Linked DNA regions of Oncorhynchus mykiss: region 1 is linked to region 2. A link is a contact called in public Hi-C data. All regions are on one chromosome and are shown on one strand. Each heading gives the region's core, a stretch centred on a gene start, on an enhancer-like site or on the middle of the called end of the contact. The rest is flanking DNA. Distances are from core to core; before and after follow the strand shown. Region 1 holds the start of LOC110500684 (DNA-directed RNA polymerase II subunit RPB1). Region 2 holds the start of gbrap (Gamma-aminobutyric acid receptor-associated protein).

Region 1 (3,078 bases), core at 393-2,892, 160 kb before region 2:
TAAAGTTAGCATGCCAACTCTGCTAACTAGCAAGATTACGCAACACGTATAACTTAAGCAATTCGGTAGCCAACTATTGTAACTATATCAAAACTAACAAACTCCATGCCCACCTTTTTCCTATGAATTTACAGACGTAGCTAACATATTTATACAACTGACCAACAGGGTAGCTAGTGACTGGGGTTGGCTAGTTAACGTTACCTGGTCGCTCCGGATGCCATTTTGCTTGCAACTAGCTAGGTATATTAGCTAGATGTTTTCCTATTTAAAAATTAAACACTAAATAGCAAGCCATTGCGTCTCTATTGTACTCGGTGATATTTAAACAAAACCAGCGCTAAAATAGTATAAAACATTTGTTGCTAATTTTCCATCGTTAGTTAGCCTATTCAATCGCGGGTTTTAACAGTGCCTACAAAGGGGTACCGAGGTTAGCTAGGTGGCAACTAACATGAGCTACATCGTGCTAACTACTTAGCCAGGGGTAGGCAACCCTGGTCCTGGAGTGAAAAGGGAAAGTGTGTTGAATTTGGGCAATCGCCGAAATGACCAATTAGTTGGTCAGGTTTGGTGCCTAATTGGAACAAACTCTTGTTTTCTGCGGCACCAAATATTCTAGTACTATGTAGAAATCAGATTTTACATAAGACTTTGGCTTGCCATCTAGACACTTACCGCCAAAGCCAAGCTGGGTCACTTCGTTTTAGACGTGGCCTTCCAATCGCGTCCCTATTTCAGAATATAAATGTACATAACATTAACGAAATTTACTCTAAACACTAGTATTTCAAGCTTTCCCGTTATAATTACGGTAAAGTCTTTCACCGTTAATGTATTAAACACCGCAGGCTTTGTCGGATTTTCCCAGTTGGAATACTTCAAATAACACTGATCACGCCGGCATGGTTTCCACTTGAGACCGAGGATTCTCGCGTAGTCCCGTAAAAAAACAAAATGTTGTTGTAAAGCAATAGTAACTTCGACATCTTCTTAAAAAATAAAGAAAAATAACTAGTTTTAACTGGTTTAAAAATAATAATACTAAGCGAAAAAACACTTGAAATATGTCTTTGATTTCCGAAAGGTCGAGGTAGGCCTCGTGAACGAGCTTCTTTTCCAAGAGTTGTAGCCGATCCAGAGCGAGACGAACGAGACAACACAGATTAAAAAAAAATAAAAAAATTGCTTAGAGAGGAAAAATAAGAATCGGTGAAGTTCGGCAAAAATCGGAAATAAGGCGGGTTTTTCCAACGCCATCGTATCTCTATAGCCATTGGCTAATCTTTGCTTATTAATGTATATTAATGATGTAATTGACCAACCACACTGCATTTTATTGAATATTTAGAGTACCACAACCATATTTACATTGTAGCCCCGCCTCTGCTCTGTTCTGACCAATGGTGAGCATTTCAATCAATGTAGTGCCTGCTTTATGTTTCAATTGGCTAAAGAAGAAAACGTAAGCTACAATTGGTCATGCGTCTTATGAAATGTATTATTCATGTTATGATCTTGTGTAGCCAATTAACGTTTTACTACAAAGATCCATAACCCGCCTCCTGACTGTTCAGCCCCTGCTTCGTAGAGTGTGTCAACCTGTACCAAAGTATCCAGTCTATATAAACACGCGTTGGCTACTTTCAAACTCAGATGCGCGTAGAGCGCACTGGAGTGTAGATCAGAAAAAGGGAAGGGGACAGCTGGTAGCCATAGTGGATAGGAGTAAAACGTAAATAAATAGACTCCAAGGGCAATAACCAACGTGGGTCTTCGTGATATCGCCTTCGGAGACATTCCGGTCACCGTTGGCGGCTTGGCCAGAGTCCTGGTGGCATTTAAAGCTGTTCTTTCTTACAAAAGCGGCGTGCCGAGGGAGGACGCTTCTCTTTGAATAGACAGGATGCACGGACCGCCCTCCGGCGACAGCGCATGCCCATTGCGCCTCATCAAGAGAGTGCAATTCGGCATCATCAGCCCAGATGAGCTTGTAGGTTTTGCTTTGGGGTGGGGGGATTCGTTTACTTTATGAACGTTCTCACATTGATCTTACCTGTACATGATAATACCTAGAATGTATTATGACAATGAAATGGATGTAGCAATTCGTTTGCAGATAGCCTAGCTAGCTAAGCCATGTTGGAGCTTGAGCTAGCAACAGCATGTTGTAGGAAGTTCGACCAACTTTCAGCACACACAGTATTTTTCATCTGAGCTAAGCCATATCATGAATCAAACTCCCTTTTTATATGGAAAGTTCTACATGTAAACAAAGACAACTTTTAGCTACTTTTACTGAACTTGGCTATTTTGCTCTGCTATATTGGTGTTCCCTAAAAGTTAAATGCACAAACATTAGCAAGTCTAGATGTTCCCTCTTGTTATGACCTACTATATATATGTGGGAGCTACATCGTAATAAAAGGTCACGTCAATAAAGTCAAAGTTATGCATGTTTCTTTACTTTGTTTTATTATTAGTTTTGTATAATAGAATACGTTGTTTACACAGTCCTTAATCATTGCATTGTCAATTCCCCGCCTCCAATTGATGTTCATCTAATGAGTTGGTCCTCACACAAGTGATTTGTCAGATAGTACCAATATTGGTTTAGAAATGCAACTGATCGAAGTGTACCACCATGTTTTAATTGAAGTGTAGGTACTGTCATATCTTGATTCAGTTACTGATTTTGTAGCAGTTATTTATTTGAATTAGTTTCCTGAATGTGGCCTGAAAGAGGTTGGTTTGAGAAATATGTAAGCCATTTTCCAATGTTGTCGTAAACTTGTGACAGCTTTATTGTTTTGTGTATGTACTTGGGCTATTCATATTTTGGAACCGGATTTGATGTTGACCATGGATGTGTCACTGTAGAAACGGATGTCGGTCACAGAAGGGGGAATCAAGTACCCCGAGACCACAGAAGGAGGACGTCCTAAACTTGGTGGGCTGATGGACCCCAGACAAGGGGTCATCGAACGATCCGGAAGGTGTCAAACATGTGCAGGTACCCAAAGTTACCAGGCAATCAATTTTCATCTCAATGATAATAAAACACTTGTTTTGAATTTG
Region 2 (2,847 bases), core at 252-2,751:
GGCAGGATAGGTAGCTAGCTAATGACAGCTAGGCCACCGGTAGACAGTGTCGTTTGCCCCCGCCTGTCTGGCACTGTTTTCCCACAGTTCTGTTCACGACGGCAGGTGTTACACCGACAGCGTCATTGCATTGTGGTACACCAGAATTACATTCATTTCCAATTAAACTCTGCGTTTGCCTTGCAGCGGGATTTATCGAACGTATGCGTCAAAATGTATGCTTTGACGGCTTGACAGAAATGGTAACAGGACGTGAATGTTGAACTTCGGTTGCATACATATCCAGATGATGGCGCATACTATTTTGCACAATGAGGCTGTCGGTGTGTTCCAAGCGTTACGCTTTGATCACACCGAGAGAGTTATTGCATTTTGGGACACCAGAATTACATTACATTTCCAATAAAACGCTGCGTTTGCCTTCCAGCGGGATTTATCGAACGTATGCGTCAAACTATGCTTTGACGGCTTGACAGAAATGGTGGCGGAAGGTGAATGTTGATTTTTTTTTGCATACATATCCAGATGCTGCTGCTTACTATTTTTTTCGCAAAACACTGTGGGTGTGATCGAAGCGTTACAAGCCATATCCACCGTCGTAGTACAGATGATGCCCGAGTTGGAATGTGAAGCTAACTGAAGACGCAGAAATGTCCACATGCTGGAACGCCCCTAATTGCAGGTCGCAACCACACGTCACTATTGTTGATAACAGATACGCTTTCCCCTACCAGACAGTCCTAGCAAAATTGTTCTTTGCTTAGAAGTTATTTGACCATTTTAATTGAAAACAATCACACTAGGTACTCAATTGTTACCCAGAAATTTGATAGGGTTACAAAAAAAAAAATCGCCTGCATTGGACCTTCAAACGAACATAGCTACAATTCAATTGTTAGCTGTGTGTAATGAAATAACATAAGTTGACAGCTTGCTATAGCTAGTAAAACAAATTCACATTCAGTGTAGAAACTATGCCTTAAGTCTTTCAACCAAACTGCGTCAACTTGACCGTCAAGTAGGGTGGCTTGCTAGGCCCATTTTAGAAGCAGTTTGTTGTTGCCCAACTAGCCAACGTTAGTTAGTAAGATAGTTCTTTGGCGTCGTTGTGAACATTCACCTAACCAAACATGACATGGGAATATTATTGAACGTCAGTTATGTCGTAATTGGGCTCACTAACATCAAACACTTTTTCTACAAAGTAACCCATATTGAGAAGTAAACCAGCCAGGATACTGTAGCTAGTAGGCTAGCTATCTAGCAAAGAAGGCATCTACTTACGGGTACCCTGTCCGGATACTTCTTTCTTATTTTCTCGCCCTCAGACCGTCTCTTCTCAAATGGGTGCTCTTCTTTGTATTGAAACTTCATTGTCAAACGAATGACAGGCTGTCGGTAGGTATATCTGAGATATCCGACTGGGATTCCTCAAATAGTAATTCGTCGACAACGCTAGCTAGTTGGGCTACTGTTTTGTTCGGGTTCTTTCCTAGTGCGACTGCGGCGGAGGGATACCATAACATACGACGCCAAAGGGAGGTCTGTACAGCACAGCTAAAATGGATTGTGGAAATATGAACGTTGACCGCAAAGAACCACACTGTTTGTGGTTAGGTTGATATTGTTTAGTCATATTCATCAATTAATCGAAATGTAATGATTAACAAATTAGCAGTGGTTTTGTTTCATAGTTGTTGCCCAATTATTATTTTTTTCAATAGTACTACTTTATTTTGTCCAACCGGCTGTGATGAGGCAGTTGCCCTAGTCATATGACCCATCCACTGCAGTTTCCGTGGCGAACAGTCATTGGCAGCAAGCGAATTCAAGACTGCCAAATTAATGTCTGAAATAAATTATTAATTTTGACAGCGCTGGAAGTTAGTTATTGTGGGGCTGTAATAATTCCTCGCAATGTTCCCATAGTTTGTATTCACACTTAAGCTTCAAGGTGGGTGTCATGTAGCAGTTTGCGTGGGCAGTTACACAAGTGGAAGTCATTATATGCTTCAGTCATATGTCAGCTGATGTAGCTGCTGCTATAAAATGGTAACGGTCACAATACCAGTACAAGTAGTCTGATCATAAGATTGAAACGTAAGGTATCCGGGGGGGGGGGGTAATACCAGTTTCATATTCCAATTTGAGCCATTTCTTATATTTTGTACTTGTTTTTAGTTCACTTCTGCTAGCAAATGATCAGCTAGAGTTCACGCACTGTTTTCTTAGGCCCGTCCCTGAATAGAAGGAAAGCATAGACCAGCAGTGTGTTTGCCCTCCAGCAGCCTGCCTGGATAGGAATAGACGTGCCTTGCTACTTCAACAGGTAGCCTTCAAGTCAAGCGGAGGCCACGACTAAGGGGAACGAGAGCAAGCGATGCAGTTATTAATCTTACCACATGAGAGCAGTCAAGTGTCAGAAGACTTGTAATATTTGTGGAACTCATTGAGCAGAATTTCCCGATTACTTATCTGGAATAAAACTGCAATACGAGCAATTTACAACATGTGTTCCTCTTTCCAGCGTAGGTAGTTATGTATATTCACACAAAAGGCATTCTATTGTCAAGAGACAAGCTAACAAAAAAGTATAATCCAGACTTTACTTAAGTATTTTCCAGGGAAAGTGAATTAAAAAGGAGCACCAGGTAAAAGTGGTCGACACTGACAAGTGTTTTATTAGTAACACAGACCTGGGGACTGAACCAAAAAGAAGCAGTCATGACTGGAGCCTTGACAAGATTGAAATGGTTCAAATGGCATTGAAGACAGAGGTGGCGGACAATGGTACCAATACGGTCAAGGGAGCAGGTAAAACATTCAGGTGGCTGGCTGCTCATTCTG

What was found. A called contact is a pair of places that touch in the nucleus more often than the background predicts.
Region 1: a contact with region 2 is called in a Hi-C map of blood, with 4 times the contacts expected there. The contact joins the promoter of LOC110500684 here to the promoter of gbrap in region 2. A contact is called at or near these places in 2 of 3 Hi-C or Micro-C datasets (blood and liver).

The regions. Positions count from the first base shown.
Region 1 is chr21:51,297,107-51,300,184 of USDA_OmykA_1.1, reverse strand. It overlaps LOC110500684 (DNA-directed RNA polymerase II subunit RPB1), which reads left to right and starts at 1,642. Exons shown (of 28, transcript XM_036958134.1): 1 at 1,642-1,993; 2 at 2,881-3,013. The coding sequence starts at 1,907. LOC110500685 (a long non-coding RNA gene) reads right to left here and starts at 1,306. Exons shown (of 3, transcript XR_002470145.2): 1 at 829-1,306; 2 at 679-732.
Region 2 is chr21:51,133,152-51,135,998 of USDA_OmykA_1.1, reverse strand. It overlaps gbrap (Gamma-aminobutyric acid receptor-associated protein), which reads right to left and starts at 1,501. Exons shown (of 4, transcript NM_001165091.1): 1 at 1,285-1,501. The coding sequence starts at 1,374. It overlaps LOC110500674 (CTD nuclear envelope phosphatase 1A), which reads right to left. Exons shown (of 9, transcript XM_021578165.2): 9 at 2,653-2,847.